Regions from separate parts of the Mus musculus genome. Here regions 1, 2, 3, 4, 5 and 6 are each linked to region 7. A link is a contact called in public HiChIP or PLAC-seq and promoter capture Hi-C data. All regions are on one chromosome and are shown on one strand. Each heading gives the region's core, a stretch centred on a gene start, on an enhancer-like site or on the middle of the called end of the contact. The rest is flanking DNA. Distances are from core to core; before and after follow the strand shown.

Region 1 (3,122 bases), core at 462-2,961, 690 kb after region 7:
ATAAGAACTTTTTTGTTTTTTGGTTGGATTTTCCAAGACAGGGTTTCTCTATAGCCCTGGCTGTCCTGGAACTCACTCTGTAGACCAGGCTGGCCTCAAAATCAGAAATCCGCCTGCCTCTGCCTCCCAAGTGCTGGGATTAAAGACGTGCGCCACCACTGCCCGGCCTAAGAAGTTTTAATGTACTGGGCTCTGTGATTAAACATTAAGGTGAGTGTGTATCCTCTGTTACATGGACATCTTTGAACACCATCAAGTTATTAATTAGCCCTGACACATCAATCTGCTACTGTCCTCCAATAAACCACAACTTTTTAACTGTACTCTGGAGTCCAGAATTAGCAAATATGAAATTTTACAAACAGTTGCTAACATTAGAAAGAATGGGGGGGGGGGGGAGAGGAGGGAAGGATAAGGAAGCTGCCACAAAGGAAATATACGGCCAGTTTTGGTCTTAGAACTCTACAAACTGCCCAGGACATAGTCCCCTTCCATTCCTAGAAAAATGCCACAGTATTCGAACAGCCTTGCCCACATTTCAGTATACTGAACTGTCAAGGCAAGAACCACCATGCAGCTCTCAAAAGTGGCGACAGGAAGTCTCTCGGTTCTCCAAGCCACCAGCCAAAACATACATAAGGAGGTTACTATTTTCTTGGAAGGCCACACGCATCCTGGGGTGTTTGTTCATGCGTCACTCTAGCCTTTAACCAGGGCACAGAGTGTGAGTTGTGGGTAAAACCCCATTTCCGAGCTAAGAATAATCTTCCCCGTGGTGGACTGAGAGGAATGTGGAAATCTTCCTCGATTACACAACAGCACCCCCCCACCCCCATGACAGCTTTAAAAAAAAAAAGAAAAAAGGAAGAAGTACGCTGCTGTTGTTTTTTTCTACCGGTCTTAAATCGGAGCTCAAACAGACGCCAGGAAAGGCTGTGGACTCCCCTGATCTACCCAGACTTCCCCATGCCCGGTCAAATGTCTCCTGGGCAGCCAGCTGGAGAGGGGCCCTACTTCCCTCTGAGTCTCGGCCAGGACCACACAGTGGCGACCTAACACACGTCGGGGACAGAGGTCGACTCCCAAGAGGCAGACAGCAGACTCTGGCAGGGAGGAGGGAGGAGGGGAGAGCAGCATCCCAAACTTCCCATCTAACCTCCAAACTCCGAATCTCCAGGGTCCTCCTGGTAGAGAGCCAGTGCCGCCAAAGCTCTGCCTCTGTAGACGGTTTTCTGTCCTACAGAAATGCATCCTTCCCCAGGACCTACCGGGTTCTTACGACACTTGGGTACAAGTTGAGGACACACGTCCCGGGTTACGGCGCACACAGACGAAATGCTTTGCGGCACTTTCATGGGACAGGTGTGGGGTGACCTGGCGGTGGGGAGTTCCTGGAAAGGGCTGCCCCACTCCCGGAGCGCAGCTGGATCCTCACACCCCCCGGAGCACAGCCTGAAGCACCGGATCCTCCAGCCCAACCCGCCACAGCCACAGCCACCGCCTCCTCACCTGCCGCGGACGCTGCCGGGCCACACCTGGGACGGCAGAGGCCAGATCCCGACCGCGGCCACTCAGGCAGCGGGGCTGCGGGGTCTGCGGCCGCCGCAACTCCACGCCTGAGGGGCGCCCGGGTGCCCGAACCACATCCTCACGGGCGGCCCCAGGAAGTCCACCCCCACTAACCCAGTCCCCCGCGGCTCGGCGTGGGCCCCGCCCGTCCAGCGTGCGGCCCCGCCCTCCCGGCTTGCGGCCCCGCCCTCCACCCCACCCCCGCGGGAGCGCACGCCCCCGCCACCATAGAGAGGAATCGGGCGCGCGGCGGTCTAGAGTGCAAGCCTCCGCGAGCGCCCTCTGTCGGAGCCCGGCTAGGTGTGGAGTCCCCAGTCTAGGCCGAGCCAACCAATCCCTTATGTGGTGATCTTGAGCAAGTCCCTTAAGATCACTAACTAGCTTTATAGTAAAGTTTGAATATTGAACCCTTGATTTCATGTTTCATCGTACCCGACAGATTTCCAGAACCCCAGACTCATCTAATTTATTAAGTTTCTTGGCGATATTAAAAGCCAATTCAGTGGGGCATCATAACCTGTCTTTTCCTCCTTGGATAAGCTACTTTCATGTTAGGAAGGTGGGGACACAGCTGAGAAAGGTTGCAGTACAATAAAAACGACTGCTAAGAAACCACCCAGCCATCGTTCATCACCCGTGCACCTTTTGGCAGGCACTTAACCTTTCCAATATCTTCCCCATCCCAGAAAGGCCGGTTGGGCCCGCACATTAAATGAGATAATGCACAAAGGCCTTAGTAAAGCATAAAACACCAGGGTAGCATAGGGGATCATTAGCCAGTGATCTAAGAAGATGCCTAGTCACGGAAGTCATATAAATGCTAATTCTTCTGGCTGGTGTCTAGTGACATCATTTTCTTATGCTTCAGGTTCCCATCAAAGACCTCTCAGAGTTTTCCTGAGCAATTTGTATTTTGATTTATTCAATATTTTGGTGCTTGGGATTTTTGTACATACTAGACAAGTGCTCTACCACAGTGCTACCCCTTGTATTTTAAAATAAAGACTATCAGAAGGGAACCAGAGCTAAAATATGTGCATCCGTACCAGACTCACTTTATAAGCCCTTTGCTATTTCCAGTTCTCAGAACACCCCAGCACGCTCTGTACTGTTATATGCTTGTTATCAACAAGGATCTACATTTTAAGTAATTTTCGAGCTTCCACACAGAGAAAAGCAGAACTCAGATGCAAAACTCTTTCTTTCTCCAACCTGGAGTGTACAGGGAGCCCCGCCTTCTAAGGACCCCTGGCACCTGAGTTGGATGTTCGCCCCTTGCCCCTTTCTCCTGCCTGCTTATTTCTGCAGCTTCGCTTTGCTGCAGTTCCCTATGAGCTCCGCTTCTCTCCGGACTTTTTCCTCCACAAAGGTGTATATCATTTTCTCCCTTCCCTTTCTGGTTTCCGTTCCTTTGACGCACCAACATTGTCCATCCTCTGATATTTCTGAAATGGGTCTGAGCGCCGTGCTGGAGACACAGGTTCTTCACCACACTGTCCATCTCTGGATATGAATGATAGCCACAGACATGTAATAGGTCCAAAACAGAAGTG
Region 2 (3,043 bases), core at 212-2,711, 940 kb after region 7:
CTCATCCCACAGTCGCCCTCTGGTGTCCATGAATATACGTGTATATACAGATCTGGATTTTGCAAATTAGAGAAACATGCAATATTTGTCATTTGTGGCTACTCCAGCTTCTCTCATTTCTTTTTCCTCCTCCCTTTAGATACCTTCTTCAAGCAACAGTGTGAAATTCCATAGAGGTGAGATGCTAGGCATATTTGCATTTCCAGGTCATTTTCTTCAGCACAGTGAGTGTTTCCTCTTCACTTCTGTTTTCATTCCTGGAAAGGACATGATTTCACTTTTCTTTACATCTGAATGGCATTTCACTATGCATGTATGAGTATGCATATACCACATAAGTAAAGCATTCATACCAGTATATATTTTGCAACATCTGAGATTCTACTGAAACTTCAAGGATTCTAGAAAATGAGAAATTCTGATGAGTCAAGTGTTGTAAGGTCCAAAACTTGCAATGATGTCCAATAGGTGTGCAAGGGCACTGGATACAAGTTTGTGTTGGCAGATCAAGTTTAGGTTCGAGGTCTTAGGCACCATTTCCTTCTGAGGTCCCAGAAGCTCAGGAACATAAGAGTGGCGGGAAAGTCCAGAAGATAACAGAATGAATGTGGCATTGTCCTAACAACAGTATGTCACAAAAGATCCAAACCCAACTGCAACAAATTAACATTCATACTTATAGGTGTTAAGGTGGGGTAGGAAGTAGGGCATCTTGTTACTGATCCATTTCCCTTGAACTGGGGTGTCTTGAGTAAGGGTGCTGGAGTCACCCCCAGTCTCCACACCTGCCTGAGGCTGATGGTGGAGAGGCACCCACAGCTGGGTTTCTGAGGGACCTCTGCTGCTCCCTTGCCTCCTCGCTCCTATCACTTTTCCCAGGCTTGTCCTTTCTGCTCACTCCCTTCATTTTCTCTCCTCTCAACTCTACAGCCTTGTCTTTCTTCTCATAGCTGGCTTTTTGGATCTAAAATGCACTGAGCCAGGGAAACTTATATTACCAAAATTATCAAAAGAGAGGGCACAAAGAAAGAGCTGGTGAGTCTTGTCCGCTTGGGTTGCCCTTGGAACCTCCCATAGAAACCCATCTTCCCAAAGAGTTAGGAGATGCAGCTTGCACCTTGTGAGCCAGCATCCTACTCTGCCTCCCCTGGCTCAGCTTCCCTCTCCAATCATCTTCCTCCCTGGAGAGGCTTCAACAGGTGCTCATGCTGTGCCTAGTGTCACCTGCTCTTCTGAGGGTCAGGACAGCAGCAGCCGCAGCTTTGCCCTGGGGATTTGAGTGACGCTGTAAAGGTTAAGTTCAAAAGTCTAGAAGCCTTGTTCTTCAGTTCTGACAGGTGGAGTGGCAATCACAGAGGGGATGAAAGAGCTGAAGGAGATGTCTCACACTTCCTGGAGTGACATCAACCAATGAAACCGGGGTTCTCCAAAACTGAAATCGGGACCTAGAGAGGATGAAACAGTGCAATCCACTAAGGTCGGTCAAGACAAAAGCCGAGAGCAACCACAGGCACTGTAGCTCATCCCTCAAATCCAAGTGCTGAGAAGGACTTCTGGAGACAGCCACCACTCCCACTGCTGTGGGTGTCTCAAGCTTTTGCCTTACTTCCTCTGGCCCGCAAGTGTCCACAGCACAGCTAGCTCACAGCTAGCTCGCAGTTGACTTCAAGCAGCTGAGGGAACGTGCTCAGTAGAGCAGCTTAGGTAAGTGAGCCATCCTCCATGGCCGCCGCCTCTGTCGCAACCTCTCTGTCCCAGTGCCTACCAAGAATGCATTCTGCGGGCTGTGGGATGATGTGGGGCTGCCAGTACAACCCAGAGCTCTAAGGACAACCCTGGCTGCTTTGGTGCTTCTCTAGGAACTCTGGCTCCTTGGGACCTTCATAGCCTCCATCACTGGCTGAGGAGGACTTAGATACTAGGGGAGTGTGGGATGAGAGAAAAATCCCTCCCTCGGTCTGCGTAGATTGGGCTACTTACAGATCCAGATAGAAGGTTCTGAAATAATCCAAGAGGGTGTATGAAGTAGGAGTTACTGAGGCAAGCCCCTCTGAAGGTGCTCCATCTTCTTGAAGACATGACCCTGTGGAAAGGTATGGGGAAATTGCCCTTAAACAATGAAGAACTCCACTCTGGAACTAAGTAGATCTAAGAACCTCAGACCCTGGAGGTTTTTCCCTAGAAAACAAGAGCATTGCTCTCCCAAGCAAGAGGCAAAGCAGCATCCTAGCTGGAAATGCTCTACAGCTGTTTCTCAAGAGCTTTTCCCACTCTTGTGTCCTCATTCCGTGCCTTCCTACCAATTGGCATTGCTTACAGAAGTAGGGTTGCCTGCCTGATTGTCATCTGTTTTCCACCAAAGATAAAAACAGCAATTTTTTTTATTTCAGTGCTCAGAATTTTCTCCAGTGAACACTATAAAGAATTTTGAAAGAAACTACTAATATTTAAAACCAACTCATTGCTTCTGGGATATCAGGGAGTTTCGTGTAGGTATTAAAATTTGGTGAGCCTCAGAGTCCAGCTTAGTTGTTAAAGACCATTTTCTGGATAGATGCCCCCAGGGAGCATTTGAATCATAGAAATGTTTTTTGTAGTCACAGGTGTTGTATTGAGATAGACCAGGTCCCAGGCTATCCCACAGACTCTCTATAAATGATTCCACTGCAGTTCTCCTGAGTTCCAAATTTGCCAGTGAATATGCATCCTCCATCAGCACATTAATGTGAGATGTGGATCCTGTTGTTGTTGGGGAGTGAACCAGGGGTGCTGTCTTGGGACAGGACCTGATTAAGGTAGCGCTGGATGGGAAGGGCAGGGAGGGAATAAGTAGCAGAGACTGCTTTCAGCGCATAGAAGAGGGTGGGGCTGCACGTTCCATCTGGGCAGAAATGAAAGTGCTTTTCATGTAAACTTACTAGAGTTTCAGTTTTGTTTTTGTCTGGCTTTCATGTCTCCTCCCTACTTATACCCCCTACCTCCATACCTACCCAGCAAGGAGACTGTAGCAGAAAGATCTTGCCCAGAATATCTTCCAGGTTGT
Region 3 (3,176 bases), core at 219-2,718, 890 kb after region 7:
ACCCTGCCAGCCGATGGAGAACTTGTCCCCGAGGTGGCTGGACTCGGAGAGCTGTCTCCTTATAAATGCTCTCCTGGCTGCCTCCTTCCTTAAGCCTGGGCACTGCACTTTGTCCTTGATGGAGAAGTCCCCAGAGTTTGCTGCAGTTCTAATCCCAGACCTTTGGAGTTGAATTCCTTCTCACTGACTTTGGAACTGAACTGGAGCTCGGAGGAGGAGCTCGGAGGAGGAGCTCGGAGGAGGAGGAGGAGGAGGAGGAGGAGGGAGGAGGGAGGAGAGTGAAGAGGGGAGAGAAAGAAGAGAAGACTTCAGGCACACAGAGCATGGGCACTGGACTTTCTCCACCCAGCAGCTGCCTCTGTCCAGATGCTGCTCCTCCCTGGCTCCCCCACTTTCCCTACCCCTGTTCTTTTCTTCCTCATGTCCCTCAAAGCCCTGGTTGTTGGCTTGCCCTGGTCTCTGGCTAGTCTTGTGACATTCCTTAGGAACGGGAGGGTACAGTTCTGAGCAAGAGGTTGTGCTTGGGATACTGGAGGAGGGTGACTCATTGGACTCCCCCTAGCAACTTCTTCTTTCACCTCCTGACAAGTACAGAAGGAAAATTTTGTCTTTCTTCATTTTTGGTCTTCTTCATTACTGATGCAAATATTCTCCTTTACGTTTTTGCATGTTTCCATCAACCCACGAGAACTCCAGAAACCTCCTGTACTTTATTTCTTAAATTAGAGATTAAGAAAGAGATTCTAAAGGTCTCTGAGTCAGTTTCCTCAGAGCTGGTCTGGTGGTGACAGGCAATGAAACAGCCCACAGGGAAGAAAGAGCCCTGTTCTGGACCCTTAGGCTGGAGGGACAGTGGAGTTCTGGACCTCTGGAAGGGCAGTCAGTGCTCTTATCCACTGAACCATCTCTCCAGCCCTATTTCTTTTCTTTTCTTATCTTTTCTTTTTTAATATTTATTTTATTGGATATTTTCTTTATTTACATTTCAAATGTTATCCCCTTTCCTGGTCCTGGCCCCGGTCCTTCCTTCCTCCCCCAACTCCCTCTCCCATCCACCCCCAACTCCCTTTCCCTTCCCTCAAGCCCCCTCTCCCACCCCACCCCCCCTCCCCAATCAGTTTCTTAAGGCTGGTTAGGGAGGTGTTACTGTAACAAAGTAGCAAAAGAGGTGTACTGCTTTAGGGTAGCCCTGGGAATCCCATAGAGAGAAGGAATCTGCTGGCAGAGAGGATCCTGCTGTGCCCATCTTAAACCCGGGACTGGAGGGACTCTAAAGGCGTTAACAAGGGCACCTGCTCTTTTGAGCAAATGGACTTTGCTGCTTGGGAATGCCTGAGGCAGATAGAAATCTGACTAGTCAACTGTGAGCTTGTGTTACAGTCTGCCCAATAGAAAAGTGGAGGCAGGGCTTTCACTTCCTGGAGGGTGACAGTTCTGGGATTTCCAGTCTTCCACCAGTCTGTGCAATGCTTTAATGCAGCAAGGAACAAAGAACTCACATGGGCTTAGAGGTGAACACACAACCAGGGCTGCAGTTAGAACTCTTCCAAGTGCCAAAGCCCACCGGCGAAGACATCTGCTGGCCAGGACTTGTTGCAGACAGAGGGTCTTTCTCAGGTGACACTAGCCTGCTTTACCAAGACTGCTGACATGGGTACTAGACTTGAGGCAACTGAGCAAAGCAACCACAGAACTCAGAGGTAAGTAACCACAGACATATAGTCTACTCAAGTCCTACCCCTAATGTCATTTCTGTCCCTCACTTCCAACCCTGGGTACAGTCTAGTTGCTCTGGGACCATGGTTAGTTTCTGTCTCTACTGGCATCTTGGCTCCTTAGAGCCTTGGTAGCCCATTTTAACAAAGTGTTAACAAACCGGCTGTGAAGGGATTAGGCACCTGGTGAGCTGTCTGGGAGGGCAAATGCCTGTGTCTTCTTGGTTCAGGGGAGGACCAGGGAGAGAGCTTAGGTTCTGCTTGGCCTGAGCCTGAACTATTGAGGCAGACGGTGGGAGGATGAAAATGCAAGCCAGGCGTTGGGTACTTTTGGCAGGTCTGTGCCATGGTGTATCCCTGAGAAAATATGTCATGCAACAGATCTCGTGTAAGAGGTTTATTTGGGAGAGGAGAGTGAAAGGTGCCTCAGAGTTGAAACAGTAAGGAGGGAAAAGGGCAGACAGGCAGAGAGAGACATGGAAACACACAGGAGGTAAGGTTGAGAGAAATGAGAGCAGAGGAGGAGAAGGGGAGAGGAAGGGGGAGAGATATCTGTGGTGTGTGGGGCCCTTTTATCCACACACAGCAGGCACCTGGCACAGTTAGCAGGGGCAGGAGAAGAAATAAGCAGCCTCTAGTCCCTAGGAAATCAGGCTCCTGCTGGTCATCAGAGCATCTTGAGGGTTCCCCACTGGATCCTGTGGGAGGATAAGTAAATGTGTCTGAGCGACAGGAAGAAGGGGAACTGTATTCAAGATGAGAAACGAGATAGGTGCACTAGAGCCCTGAAAAGCTTATAATGTTCTCTTCCACCAACTGCCAAGCACTTTCAGAGGTGTGCAAAGAATTCTCCATCTCTTCTTTTCCTCCAAGAGGCAGCTACTACTGCTCCTGCCTCTGTGTTTGCCTGCCAATCTGCAGTGCCTGCATCTGGATGCCATGCTCTTTCCCTCTGAGGACAGCTAACAAGACACTTTAAATTCCAGACCAAAGTCTCTGAGAACTTTCTCTAGTCGACACTAGCATTTTGGGGGTTGGGGGGGTTGGGGGTTGGGGGGTTGGGGTGGGAGCGGCGGATGGGAGTCTGAATGGTAAAGCAGACCTAAAACTGCAGGGTGGTTAATGAGTTTACATGCCTGGGTTTGTAGATCACCCAGCCTTTTTTTTTTTTTTTGTGAAGGAACAAGTCTCAGATACATGCCTAAAAGATGCACATTTTAAACAATTGACAATTTTCCATAGTCACGGATGTACGAGTGCAATGGCCTGTATCCCAGGCTACCCCACAGCTCCTGTAAATGTGACTGCACAGAGACCTGTGATTTCTGAATTTCCCGGGGCTGGGGCATGTTGTGACCACTGTTCTTTTGTACTTTGGTGTGAGCTGTGGTGCTGGCTGAGAACAGAGCCTGGCTCAGGGGATTCTGTATGCGTGCCTGGGTGGGAATGGGGAAGAACAGA
Region 4 (3,312 bases), core at 462-2,961, 750 kb after region 7:
CTCGCTCCTGACCCCCACTCGCTCCGGACCCCCGCTCGCTCCGGACCCCCGCTCGCTCCGGACTCCCGCTCGCTACGGACCCCCGCTCGCTTCGGGTCCCCGCTCCCTCCGGATCCCCGCTCGCTCCGAATCCACGATCGCTCCGAACCCCCACTCGCTCCGGACTCCCGATCGCTCCGGGTCCCTGCTCGCTCCGGACCCCCGCTCGCTCCGGACCCCCGCTCGCTCCGGACCCCCACTCGCTCCGGACCTCCGCTCGCTCCTGACCCCCGCTCGCTACGGACTCCCGCTCGCTCCTGACCCCCGCTCGCTTCGGGTCCCCGCTCGCTCCGGATCCCCGCTCGCTCCGTGTCCACGCTCCCTCCGGACCCCCGCTCGCTCCGGACCCCCACTCGCTCCGGACCCCCGCTCGCTCCGGACTCCCGCTCGCTCCTGACCCCCGCTCGCTTCGGGTCCCCGCTCGCTCCGGATCCCCGCTCGCTCCGGATCCCTGCTCGCTCCGGACACCCGCTCGCTCCCGTTCCCCGCTCGCTCCCGTTCCCCGCTCGCTCCTGACCCCCACTCGCTCCGGACTCCCGCTCGCTCCGGACTCCCGCTCGCTCCGGACTCCCGCTCGCTCCTGACCCCCGCTCGCTTCGGGTCCCCGCTCGCTCCGGATCCCCGCTCGCTCCGGATCCCTGCTCGCTCCGGACACCCGCTCGCTCTGGACCCCCGCTCGCTCCCGTTCCCCGCTCGCTCCGGACCCCCACTCGCTCCGGACTCCCGCTCGCTCCGGACTCCCGCTCGCTCCGGACTCCCGCTCGCTCCGGACCCCCGCTCGCTCCGGATCCCTGCTCACTCCGGACCCCCGCTCGCTCTGGACCCCCGCTCGCTCCCGTTCCCCGCTCGCTCCGGACCCCCACTCGCTCCGGACCCCCGCTCGCTCCGGACTCCCGCTCGCTCCTGACCCCCGCTCGCTTCGGGTCCCCGCTCGCTCCGGATCCCCGCTTGCTCCAGATCCCTGCTCGCTCCGGACACCCGCTCGCTCTGGACCCCCGCTCGCTCCCGTTCCCCGCTCGCTCCTGACCCCCACTCACTCTGGACCCCCGCTCGCTCCGGACCCCCGCTCGCTCCGGACTCCCGCTCGCTACGGACTCCCGCTCGCTCCGGACTCCCGCTCGCTCCTGACCCCCGCTCGCTTCGGGTCCCCGCTCGCTCCAGATCCCCGCTCGCTCCGGATCCCTGCTCGCTCCGGACCCCCGCTCGCTCTGGACCCCCGCTCGCTCCCGTTCCCTGCTCGCTCCTGACCCCCACTCGCTCCGGACCCCCGCTCGCTCCTGACCCCCACTCGCTCCGGACCCCCGCTCGCTCCGGACTCCCGCTCGCTCCGGACTCCCGCTCGCTCCGGACCCCCGCTCGCTCCGGACCCCCGCTCGCTCCGGACCCCCGCTCGCTCCGGACCCCCGCTCGCTCCGAATCCCCGCTCGCTCCGGACCCCCACTTGCTTCGGACCCCCGCTCGCTCCGAATCCCCGCTCGCTCCGGACCCCCACTTGCTTCGGACTCCCGATCGCTCCGGGTCCCTGCTCGCTCCGTGTCCACGCTCGCTCCGTGTCCACGCTCGCTCCGGACCCCCGCTCGCTCGTGACCCCGGCTCGCTTCCTACCTGCGGTCGCTCCGGACCTGGGCTCGCTCCGTGCCCCTGCTCGCTGGCTTTGGACTCCTGCTCGCTCCGGAATCCCCCCCCCCCCCCCCTCAGGCTTGGTCTAGCTCTGGGCCATGCTGGTAGTTTCTTATGTAACTCACGGAAAGTCTTTTTTTTTTTTTCCTTTTTTCCTCCCTTCTATTGTAACAATCAGAATCTGAGTGTTACTTTGTGCCAGACATTGGGAACTTGCTCTTGTCGCCAACTCATTCTCTTAATGGGTTTCATTTCTTTGTGATGTCCTGGGCATGCTAGGCGGGTGCTCTACCACTGAGTTGCATCCCTGTGCTTCATCCAGGTAGGGATGTAGCATACATACATGCCCCATGGCTAGGTGTGAGGTTTAAGCACATTTCCAGAGAGTATGCACCATGCCCTTGGTCCTGTCCACTGCCCACTCTGAGCATCTGTCATAATGACTCAACCTGGGGCTGACAACTGGTCCCTTCCCCATGTCCATCCATTTGTTCCCTCCAGGACAAGAAGGACTTCGTTGACTTGCGGGTGAAACGTCTTCTGAAGGCAGGTGTCATATCTGCACTGGCCTGCATGGTGAAGGCAGACAGTGCCATCCTCACAGACCAGACCAAGGAGCTGCTGGCCAGGTGCAATCAGGGTGGGCTGGGGAGATTGGGAGGCAGAAGCCTGGGTGGAGGTGAATGGTAGAGACTAAGCCAGGGATGGAGAACAAAGAGAAGGCAGGTCACCACAGTTGAAAACTTGCATCTGGGAGGTCCTTTTAGTTACTTTTTTCTTAAAGATGAAGGGTAACCTAGGGGGAGGCAGGCAGGTTACATCACAGTGTAAATGCCATGACAGGGAAGCACAGTGGTTGGAGTCCAGGCAGTAGGTCCCAACCACCCAGACTAGAAGGTAAGAAGGTAAGTGGGTGGGCGTCCAGAAAGGCCTCCCGGTAGAGGTGATAACTCAATAGGGTCACAAAAGAAGAGAAGGGAAGGAAAAGGCATCAAGGATGGAGAGATAAAGAGTATAATTTGTTTTTTTCCTGCGGTATGTCTTAGTGTTATGAGTGGTGGTGGGATTAGGTGGGACCAGGGCCAGGAACAGGATAGACCCTGTCTACCCAGGAATGGGGGTAGGCATGGAGAGTTTCTCCTGGATTGGGGGTAGCAGGAAGCTGTTGGCTGATTCCAGAAATAGAAATGAGATGGATATTTGAGGTCTTGCTTGGTCTTATTCCTTGCCCCCACTTATTGCCACAACAGTCTCCTTTAAAGGTGGTCCATTCCAGGTAAGGGCATGCAGTCTGCCTTTCAAGGCTTCTTCTGTTGTTCTGGGGTTTCCTGGCTCTGACTGGCTTGTGTGTGGTTCCTGGAAGTGTGATACAGGAATTGTGAATATTCATTCTCTCTTATCATTGTCTCTGCAGGGTATTCCTGGCACTCTGTGACAATCCAAAGGACCGGGGCACCATTGTAGCTCAAGGTGGTGGCAAGGTAACTAGGCTAGATGAGGTCCTTGCTGTCTTAGAAGGTGATCTACTGGAAAGAAGCATGCGTGTGTGTGTGTGTGTGTGTGTGTGTGTGTGTGTGTGTGTGTGTGTGTTCATGTGCCTACTAATGCTACATGCACATGCACATATGTGAGTCCCTCTTGCCCTACTCCAAA
Region 5 (3,133 bases), core at 520-3,019, 810 kb after region 7:
TATGAGAGTTGCTCACTGCCATATGGGTGCTGGGAATTGAACCTGGGTCTTGTGCAGGGACAAGAAGTGTTCTTAACGCTGAGCCATCTCTCCAGACCTATATAATTGAGTTTTTTTTAGGGAGTAAAATCCTAAAACTGTCATGTGACCCAGAATAAGGCTGAACTAGAGGATGTTTGCCAATGTTGAAGGATTGTAGGGGCTTGTGGGACAACTGGTCTATAGTAATGGCACCATTCCCTGAGACCTGCAGAAAGGTGATCCTGTCTCCCTTACACAACCATATAAACAGTCGGTGGAAGATTAGGCCTCTGATGACTGTGTGTAGAAAGTAAGAGTGGAACACACAAGGCACTAGAAGGGCTGGGGCAGTATACTGGGCAAAACAAATTGGGACTGGCCATCTTAGGCGGAATCAGGACAGAAAGGAAACAGGCTTTAGAAGGTGTGCTAGTTGGGAAACTGAAATCCCCGGATTTTAGGCTCTTTTCCATAGCTTCTGGATTATAAACCCTGGGTTAGATAGTAGCAATTATATTTCTGCCTCTTGGCTCCTTGCTCAGTTAAAGACAGTATCTTAGAGAGAGAGGGGTCGCTCAGTGGCATCTACAGAATCCCTTTCAACATTGTCATTTCAAGCTGTACCTTGGGGCCTAAAGCTTGTACTCTAACTTGCACCTACTAAGAGTAACAGGCTCTACCAGCTCAGAGACTTCCTGTTGAGATTGCCAGCCAGAGCAAGCTAGAGTGACAGAGACAGCCTCCCTCCCCCATCCCTTCACCCATCTGGGTCCCCCTTCTCCTGTGCTGGGCTGGTCAGTCTCTCACCCACTGGAATCATCCCCTTTCACTCCCAGGCCCCTCCAGTCCTCAGCACCTACTTTTAAAGGAACGTGTCGCCAAGTCTGAGAAAATATCCGGGTCTTCAGACAGGAGAGACACAGTGGTGCCACCCTGGCTTCTGGGCTGCTCAGGTTCCAGTTCTGGTGTGCTGGACCTCGGGGAAGGTGGAGGGGAGCTGAGGGTCTCACCAGGTCCTGGTCGCTCCGGATCCCAGAGCGCAGAGCGCGCGGAGGTGGCGTGGAATTCCCGCCTTTCCTTTTCACTGCCTGACTCTCCACCCACCCTCTCCCGCCCGCGGGCAGAGACCAATAGGAAGCCTTCTAAATACCGGGAAGCTTGAAACTCATATGTGCTTAATAAACTAAACTTTAATAATTCTGAACCTTAGCCATATTGGGCGTTCGGATTGTTCTTGGTGTTTTTAGTTTCTTTTGGTATCTGCTTTCTCCCCACTTCTTTCTTCCTCCTTCCTCCTAGCTCTTCCTATATCCCAGTGTTCTGTCACCGGCCCAAGTGTACCTATTTACCAACTAATTTATGGAATCTATTCATACGAATTACACAAGACAGCATAAAACTTGTTCGAAAGGAGATAAGCTCTTCTCCAGGCCCTTTCCTCTGGCACCGGGCCACCCTTCTGTCCCTGGCTCCCTTGAAGGTCGCAGCTCTGTGGCTCTCACTCACCACTTTCATTTTGTGAGAAAAGACTTTTGATCGCTGTTCCCTGGCCGGCTGGGAAAGCAGAATTTAGAAACAGGCAGGAATGTAAGTCTCCCTTTCCTTCCCGAACTCAGCCTCCGGCCCAGAATCTTCTGGTCTGTGGCCAGGTGGTGTTTCATTTGTGGACTGGTCGCCTGTCTGTGAGGTTCAGAGGAGCAGCCCCGGGTCTAGCATGGGTTTGGCTAGCAGTGGTCACAGCGAATTGGCTCAATTCTTCTAGTGGTTGGGTTACTTGTTTTTGGGAAAACGAAACTGCTCGGATTTTCTGGCCGGCTGCAGGCATGCTGCCAGACTGAGCTCACTGCTGGTTTTGATGAATCTGTCTTGCTGCCCTTTTTCCAGATAAGCCCCCATCCTTGGCTGTGGGCGGCTTCCTCCCTATAGCAAGAACTTACAGCCTTCTCAGCCTGAGGGGGTTCCCTGCTGTGGAAGGGCTGTTGAAGGAGCTCAGATTCATGCTGGTCTGGGGGAAGCAGAGTGAGAGTGAAGCTTTTGTGAGGATCTCACCTCCTGAGCTCAGAGTTGAGAACTAACCACTGTTAACCCCTGGTACTTGCAGATCTTCATCTGTTCTGTGTTCCTACTGCATGTACACTTGTTACACATGGTTAACACCGTTAACTGCATCAGGATGTGTATTCTAGTTAAAAACCTGTTTTTCCATGGTTCCAAACTTCCCCTTTCAGTATATTTTCTTACCACCATAGTCCTTTTTCTTTAAAATTCTAATTTTCCAGATTGTACAGTGTTGAATGAAAAAGACTGTCATCCTAGAATTCAATACACACTGTCAACCTAGAATTCAACACACACACACACACACACACACACACACACACACACACACACACACACCACTTCACCTAGTGGATAGAAACTAATGATGTCCTTTTCTGGTGAAACAAAACAATTCAGCAAGGGCTTGGTCACCAGGAGACCTTTGTCACAAAAAATGTTAAAGGCTGATGGAAATTTGTACCAGAGTAACACTTAGAGTCACATGAATAAAACCAGTACTACAGGAGTAATTAAGTGAATATTAAAAGGTAATTTATCTTTTTCAGTGTTCAAAAATTACTGAAAAGATAAAGATACAACTATATTATGGTGCTTATAAAATGTAGAAATACAAAACTGTGATAATTACGGGGGCTGGGAAGATGGCTCAGAGACTCTGAGCACACTCTTGTGGTTGACCTGGGTTTGAGTCCCAACACCCACCTTTGGCTCAGGGACCCCGTAACTCCAGTTCCAGGGAGTCAATGTCATTGGCCATGTTGAACACTTGCTCTCAGATGCATGTACCCTCCTGTACTGGCTAGTTTTGTGTCAACTTGACACAGCTAGAGTTATCACAGAGAAAGGAACTTCAGTTGAGGAAATGCCTCCATGAGATCCAACTGTAAGGCATTTCCTCAATTAGTGATCAAGGGGGAAAGGCCCCTTGTGGGTGGGACCATCTCTGGGCTGGCAGTCTTAGGTTCTATAAGAGAGCAGGCTGAGCAAGCCAGGAAAAGCCAGCCAGTAAAGAACATCCCTCCATGGCCTCTGCATCAGCTCCTGCTTTCTG
Region 6 (3,201 bases), core at 82-2,581, 840 kb after region 7:
GTGTGCTATTTGAGAAACTGAAATCCCAGGGTCTTAGGCTCTTTTCCATAGCTTCTGGATTATAAACCCTGGGTGAGATAGTAGCTATTCTATTTCTGCCTCTTGGCTCATTGCTCAGTTAAAGACAGTATCTTAGAGAGAGGGGTCGCTCAGTGGCATCTGCAGAATCCCTTTCAACATTGTCATTTCAAAGCTGAACCTTGGGCCTAAAGCTTGTACTCTAACTTGCACCTACTAAGAGTAACAGGCTCTACCAGCTCAGAGACTGCCTGTTGAGATTGCCAGCCAGAGCAAGCCAGAGTGACAGAGACAGCCTCCCTCCCCCATCCCTTCACCCATCTGGGTCCCCCTTCTCCTGTGCTGGGCTGGTCAGTCTCTCACCCACTGGAATCATCCCCTTTCACTCCCAGGCCCCTCCAGTCCTCAGCACCTACTTTTAAAGGAACGCGTCGCCAAGTCTGAGAAAATATCCGGGTCTTCAGACAGGAGAGACACAGTGGTGCCACCCTGGCTTCTGGGCTGCTCAGGTCCCAGTTCTGGTGTGCTGGACCTCAGGGAAGGTGGAGGGGAGCTGAGGGTCTCACCAGGTCCTGGTTGCTCCGGATCCCAGAGCGCAGAGCGCGCGGAGGTGGCGCGGAATTCCAGCCTTTCCTTTTCACTGCCTGACTCTCCACCCACCCTCTCCCGCCCGTGGGCAGAGACCAATAGGAAGCCTTCTAAATACTGGAAAGCTTGAAACTCAGAAACTAAACTTCAATAATTGTGAACCTGAGCTATATTGGGCGTTCGGATTGTTCTTGGTGTTTTTAGTTTCTTTTGGTCTCTGCTTTCTCCCCACTTCCTCTTTCCTCCTTGCTCGTCCTAAATGCTAGTGTTCCCTCATGGACCTATCTGTCTGCATCTATATACCGACTAATCAATCTGTTTATGGGATCTTTTCATACAAATTACACAAGACAGGATAAAATTTTTTCAAAAGGAGATAAGCTCTTCTCCAGCCCCTTCCCTCTGGAGCTCTTCTCCAGCCCCTTCCCTCTGGAGCCGGGCCTCCCATCTTTCCCTGGCTCCCTTGAAGGTCACACCTGGACCCTCACTCACCACTTCCAGTGGAGTTCTCTTGATCCCTGTTCCCTGGCCACCTTGGAAAGCAGAATTTGGAAACAGACAGGAATGTAAGTCTCCCTTTCTTTCCAGAAGCCAGCCTCCTGACAAGATCCTTCTGGTCTGTGGCCGGGTAGTGTTCCACTTGTGGACTAGTCACCTGCCTGTGAAGTCCAGAAAAGCAGCCCTGGTTCTACTGTGAGTTTGGCTAGCAGTGGTAACAGCGAACTGGCTCAGTTCTTCTTGTGGTTGCGTTACTTGCTTTTGGGGAAAACGAAACTGCTCAAATTTTCTGGCCAGCTGCAGGCATGCTGCCAGATTGAGCTCACTTCTGGTTTTGAAGGATCTGACTGTCTTGCTGTGTTTCCAGCTAAGCCCCCATTCTTAGCTATTCGTGGGCCTCCTCACTGTAGCAAGGACTTATAGCCTTCTCAGCCTGAAGGGGTTCCCTGCTGTGGAAAGGACAATCAAAGAAAACATAATATTTCATATAGTGGGATTTTTTTAGGGTTAAGCAAATGTATAAGAACTCTACCGAACAGTGTTAGAACGGTGGCATAGCTAGAAGAGGAAACACGAAGCGTTCACTCACTGGAAACTGAGCTTAGGTAAGAAAGGAGCAGGTTATATCTGTGAAAGCTTACATCTGAACTTATGATCCTTTATCGTGAAGTCTGTAAGAAGTCTGGCAGTCTTACCTAGTTAAATAATGTACTAATGAGCACACACAGTGGTGGATTCCCTTAGGGTAAGGAGCTACGTCTGTTTTCTAGCTGTCAAGCTACAGTTACCTTAGCTATCAATGGAGTCAGAAATCTGAAAATAAAGTATAATCTAGGAGTCATGTATTAATTAAAATGACAGAGTTTCATGTACGGTTCACTACATAAACAGCTCCCAGGTACTTGAGGTCTCCATGGCATCTTGGGCAGAGTCAGTCTAGATTTCAAGGCCAAAAGACAAAAACCTTTTTTTCTGTGGAGTTAGATATGTGTGAAATGAGAAATGACCCACCTTGGCTTAGGCAATATGAGGCATTTGACTCTCAGGGTATCCTGTTTGTCCACAGTGTAAACCAAGCCGTAGCAGCAGCCAAGACTAGTAGACTCTTGTGTCCTTTTTTCCTTGGAGAACATAAAAGATAACTCTCAGGCTTTGGGAGTCTCTGTCTGTCATGAGCTTAAAAATTAATACATTTAGCAGATTTCTGACAAGTTTGACAGTAGTCTCTATTGAGCATATCTGAGTTAGACGACCTGTGATTGCTTAATTACTTGTTTGAGAATGTACTAGCAAATAGGGTACACTATAACTTAATGGCAGTTAAGAAATAAGGGTAAACATATATTTATAAAAGACAGTGATCTTTAACCTCATATTGTTTACAAATCATTATTTACTAAGGCAGGATAGAACAAAAACCTTATCTTGTTAAGTGACTTTGACAGGTTGTATCAGTAGATAAAAACACATGAAGAGATACACACCCAAAGAGACAAATGACAGAGTTTTGTCTAGTGTACACATGGCTTCGAGTTGATGTGGACCAGAATGGAAAGAAATCAGAGGGCTGACAGCAGTGGCTTGAGGGCGTGGTGGGGCCAGGGGCGAGGGGAGGTCAGAAAGCAAGTGTGTTAGGGCAGCTTCAGGCCAGTGCCACAAGTGCCACGTGTGGGTGCTCAGGCTGTGCAAACAGGCCAAATGAATAGGGAAACAGAGGAGCCCCAGCTCTAGGCTGCAGACTATGGGCAAGCAGAGCTGATTCCCCAGGAAAAAAACTGAGAATGAAATGGAGAGCATCAGACTTAGGAGCTGGGGAGAGGCTCTAGGGATTGGCATTGTAGGAAATAATGTAAAGAGAGTAGATGGCTCTTTATAGGCGCAATCCCACTCCTGATCAGCACGGGAGATTTGACTTGCTCCATTTCCAACCCCGGCTGGTTCACAGAGTGGGAGACAGGTGCATGCTTGTGTGCACCAGGCATGCCCATGCTCTGGCTAGGACAGGAGATGCTCATCCTGAAGCTGGAAGACCAGGAGGATCCACAATAGCCCAGATAGCATACACTTCAAGGGAGTGGTTCCCTCCCCTCCCCTTGC
Region 7 (3,285 bases), core at 715-3,214:
ATCAGGACCCCCCCCCCCTTCCTGGGAAGCCCCACGCCCCCTAGTGTCACTCTACACCTTAGATTGCCTGGTTGGGTTTAGACTCCCTTTTCTTGTGGAACAGCGCCATCTAGTGTGTACTATTCTCAATTCCGTCAATATTATCTCTCCCCTGGCTAGTGGCTCACTCACACCACAGCTGGGGGATCAGGACAGGAGGAGCCCATCTTTCTGTAACACTGGATAAACTTCAGGGGAAGCTCTTTCTTCAAGGTGTTCAAGCAGCAGCTATTGGAGACCGTAAGCACTAGAAGAAAAGCACAAAAAAAGACCATTCATTAGCAACCATAGCCTCTCACCCACAACAGAATTAAAAAGCAAAACCAGCCAAGTCCTTCCTAGGACAGACTCAAGCATGGAGACCACATCCCGAGGGCTGCAGTGCAGCTCTGTCTCAGCAGCAACACATTTCTAGGATGGAGACAACAATCATAAGACTGGGGAGGGGCGTCAGATGTGAGCACCCTACAAACCAGCAGGTGGTGGGGACAGAAACCACAAGCCTGCCTGAGCCATGGCTCAGCACACACTCCTGCACATACGGTGAGACTCTTCCTACCACATATACAAACCCCTTCAGTCCCAGTCTCCCAGCACAAGTGCGTGGCTCTGTGTACTGTGCTAGTACTTAAGCTCGGGGCTCTGGCCTCACATCCTAGAGGACCTGTTATCCCATCGCATGCAGGACATTGTAGTTCTTGGTTCACAGACATGGGGCTGGGTGAGGAACTCCACAAGGGCTCAGAAGGAAAAGGGGGTATTCCCAAAAAGTGGCTGGTCCACTCGCCCACACAATCTTCCACATTCCCATCCTTGGCCCTCCCCTCTTTCAGGGACCAGTAACCCCCAGTCTGCTGATTTGTACGCTCTCCTCCCACATCCCACCTTCAACATCCCTGTGTTCTAACCCTGGATCCTTCCTGTCTCGCTGTTCACAGAAACTTGCAGGTCCCCTGACCTCAGGTTGGTATTTTCCGAACAATCTAGAACATGGATTCCAGTTTATCCATACAGAAAACATCTTTAAGAGATATAATAGTTATCTGGCTGTTCACTCCTGTGGTCCTTCCTTCAGCCCCTGCCTGTCATCTGTCACACTGGAAATCAGTCTTAGTCCCTCCTCTGGACTTCAGGGATCCTAATTTGTTTTAAACAACCCCATAGGCCCTTCCAGTTGTCTGTAGGGTGAGGATCAAAATTATCTTCCACACACTAAAGCCACTTCATCTAGAAGGAGGAGGATGAAGAGGAGGAGGAGGAGGAGGAGGAGGAGAAAGGAGAAAGGAGAAAGGAGAAAGGAGAAGGGAGAAGGGAGAAGGGAGAAAGGAGGATGAGGAGGAAGAGAAAGGAGAAGGGAGAAAGGAGGAGAAGGAGAAGGAGAAGGAGAAGGAGAAGGAGAAGGAGAAGGAGAAGGAGAAGGAGAAGGAGAAGGAGAAGGAGAAGGAGAAGGAGAAGCTCCTCCCAGAACAGGGCCAGTCTTGGAACCCCATCAAGAGGATGCTGGCCCAGGTCTGTCTCTGCAGCCACCTAGTTCTAGGATTAGCAAAAGAATCAGAGGAATGGGTTTCAGGTCTGAGCTCCCCACCACGAAGTAGATGTGTGCTCCCAGTCCATAACCTTCCTCCACGCCCAGCGTCCCTATCCCATTACTGCCCGCCATTCATCTCCAGATAGGGACAGAAATGAAGCCAATGATGTCTAGGTAAGCTCTGTTCCCAGCCCAGAGTGCCTGCCTATACATCTCCCCTCCCTGGGCCCAAGCACTAGGACCCCATTACTCACTGCTCTTGCTGTCAACATCCTGTATCCACACGGCAGCCAGCAGCAGGCACATCAGTGCCATGGCAGTGGGTTTCATGGTGATAAGTTTCTGTCTCAAGCCTCTCTAGAGCAACCGCCGAATGTCTGGTGGAGCCAAGAACTCTCTCCTGCCTCACCCTGTACTGAGCTTTTATCAGAAGGCCCGGGGTGCTTTCCCAGACCATGGAGAAGAGGTGGGAGTCCCAGGGAAAAGGAACTCATACCCAATGGCCACATGGAAAACTCCTTTTCTCACCTCTCCTGGGAGGAGGGGGGCGTATTCGAGGTATGTTTGGGTGCCTAGTGGCCTTGGGAACTTCCCCAAGTGCAGAAGCAGATACCAATCTTTACGTTCTTGACAAAATACGTGGGAGCTGTCCTGGCTGAGTGGAAAGTCAAAAAAGGTGAGAGAGAGAGAGGAAGTGGCCCGTACACAGCTTGTCTAACCCACATCATTCCATTCAAAGCAGCTACAGGCCTTGGAGAAGGACAGAGCAGAGAAGGTACAATCTGCATCAAATGGAGCTTGTGTCTGGGTTCTGGCTCTGCCAATCAGCCATTGCACAAACTTCTCTAAGCTGCACATCCCTACAAAATGGAACTAGTAACACATCTCAAATCCGGGTGGTAAGAATGAAATGCAGAGCTGGGGAGATGGCTCAGTCAGCAAAGTACCTGCTACACAAGTGTGAGGACCAGAGTTTGATTCCCAGAACCCGCATACAGAGCAGGGGTAGTGGAATGATCTTGTAACCCCAGAGCTGGAGAGGCTGACCGGCTGATCCCTGGAGCTGCCTGGTTTGCCCGCTGAGCCTAGTTGGAGACCTCCAGGCCAGGGAGAGAACTTATCTCAAAAAGCAAAGTCGTTCACATGCACATAGACACATGTATGCACACCTACATACATGTACACACACACACACACACACATACACACACATACCACAGGTTGATCCTGTCTGTCTAACGTTTGGCCAACACATTTGCTATTAGTTTTATTTCTTTGTTCCCCAGCCCTTTCACAGCTTACTCTGATCCAGACCCTTGCTTGGTTACCCTTGGGACAATTGCCAATGGGGGCAAAGCCTGACCTGAGCCATCTTGCTTCAACCTATAGACAAGCCATGGAGAGCCATCCAACACAACAACGGCTCATTCAAGACAGATCTGTCATGTGGGGGGCACAGGAGAATGTTGGGGACACCCAGGGACTTCAGAGGACCCTTTCCAGACAGTGTTCTATAAGTACCATGTCCTGCAGGCTGCTGTGAAGACAGCACGTCAGGCAGGGGAAGGAGTCTGGAAAAGCCAAGTACAGAGGAACACCCTTCACTCAGCATCATGGAGAAAGCTAGAGCATGGGATGTAGATGCAGATGGGGTTGTGCAGCCAGATAAAAACAGTATATGCAGTGGGCAGTACTTGGGATAAGCAGCTCATAGGAGG

The links. Promoter capture Hi-C pulls out the DNA fragments that hold promoters and counts their contacts. HiChIP or PLAC-seq counts read pairs in DNA pulled down with a chosen protein or histone mark.
Region 1: an H3K4me3 HiChIP or PLAC-seq map of embryonic forebrain shows a contact between it and region 7, with 6 times the contacts expected there. The contact joins the promoter of Rffl here to the promoter of Ccl1 in region 7. A contact is called at or near these places in 3 of 39 promoter capture datasets (cranial neural crest, frontonasal cranial neural crest and second pharyngeal arch cranial neural crest), 2 of 15 datasets of contacts at CTCF or cohesin (the NIH/3T3 cell line and pro-B cells), 7 of 484 Hi-C or Micro-C datasets (the HPC-7 cell line, cerebellum, cerebral cortex and 3 more) and 8 of 115 datasets of contacts at active chromatin or transcription factors (bone marrow-derived macrophages, embryonic basal ganglia, embryonic forebrain and 5 more).
Region 2: a contact with region 7 is called in a promoter capture Hi-C map of liver, with 4 times the contacts expected there. The contact joins the promoter of Slfn1 here to the promoter of Ccl1 in region 7. A contact is called at or near these places in 4 of 39 promoter capture datasets (embryonic stem cells, hippocampal neurons, liver and 1 more).
Region 3: a promoter capture Hi-C map of liver shows a contact between it and region 7, with 4 times the contacts expected there. The contact joins the promoter of Slfn2 here to the promoter of Ccl1 in region 7. A contact is called at or near these places in 2 of 39 promoter capture datasets (hippocampal neurons and liver).
Region 4: a contact with region 7 is called in an H3K4me3 HiChIP or PLAC-seq map of craniofacial prominence, with 6 times the contacts expected there. The contact joins the promoter of Unc45bos here to the promoter of Ccl1 in region 7. A contact is called at or near these places in 1 of 115 datasets of contacts at active chromatin or transcription factors (craniofacial prominence) and 1 of 9 other capture datasets (adipose tissue).
Region 5: a promoter capture Hi-C map of liver shows a contact between it and region 7, with 4 times the contacts expected there. The contact joins the promoter of Slfn9 here to the promoter of Ccl1 in region 7. A contact is called at or near these places in 3 of 39 promoter capture datasets (the 3T3-L1 cell line and liver) and 1 of 115 datasets of contacts at active chromatin or transcription factors (large pre-B cells).
Region 6: a promoter capture Hi-C map of liver shows a contact between it and region 7, with 5 times the contacts expected there. The contact joins the promoter of Slfn8 here to the promoter of Ccl1 in region 7. A contact is called at or near these places in 4 of 39 promoter capture datasets (the 3T3-L1 cell line, cranial neural crest and liver).

The regions. Positions count from the first base shown.
Region 1 is chr11:82,869,499-82,872,620 of GRCm38.p6, forward strand. It overlaps Rffl (ring finger and FYVE like domain containing protein), which reads right to left and starts at 1,712. Exons shown (of 7, transcript NM_001007465.3): 1 at 1,510-1,712. It also overlaps a transcript of Rad51d not described here.
Region 2 is chr11:83,115,359-83,118,401 of GRCm38.p6, forward strand. It overlaps Slfn1 (schlafen 1), which reads left to right and starts at 1,462. Exons shown (of 2, transcript NM_011407.2): 1 at 1,462-1,704. Gm51911 (a long non-coding RNA gene) reads right to left here. Exons shown (of 3, transcript XR_003949745.1): 1 at 2,991-3,043; 2 at 1,981-2,083; 3 at 1-1,445.
Region 3 is chr11:83,063,644-83,066,819 of GRCm38.p6, forward strand. It overlaps Slfn2 (schlafen 2), which reads left to right and starts at 1,469. Exons shown (of 2, transcript NM_011408.1): 1 at 1,469-1,700. The coding sequence starts at 1,651. It overlaps Gm20234 (a long non-coding RNA gene), which reads right to left. Exons shown (of 2, transcript XR_388923.4): 2 at 2,098-2,413.
Region 4 is chr11:82,931,672-82,934,983 of GRCm38.p6, forward strand. It overlaps Unc45bos (unc-45 myosin chaperone B, opposite strand), which reads right to left and starts at 1,712. Exons shown (of 2, transcript NR_167696.1): 1 at 1,645-1,712. Unc45b (unc-45 myosin chaperone B) reads left to right here. Exons shown (of 20, transcript NM_178680.4): 14 at 2,161-2,288; 15 at 3,074-3,140.
Region 5 is chr11:82,990,061-82,993,193 of GRCm38.p6, forward strand. It overlaps Slfn9 (schlafen 9), which reads right to left and starts at 1,770. Exons shown (of 5, transcript NM_172796.2): 1 at 1,528-1,770.
Region 6 is chr11:83,019,479-83,022,679 of GRCm38.p6, forward strand. It overlaps Slfn8 (schlafen 8), which reads right to left and starts at 1,332. Exons shown (of 6, transcript NM_181545.4): 1 at 1,099-1,332; 2 at 435-550.
Region 7 is chr11:82,177,848-82,181,132 of GRCm38.p6, forward strand. Ccl1 (chemokine (C-C motif) ligand 1) reads right to left here and starts at 1,965. Exons shown (of 3, transcript NM_011329.3): 1 at 1,822-1,965; 2 at 172-286. The coding sequence starts at 1,897.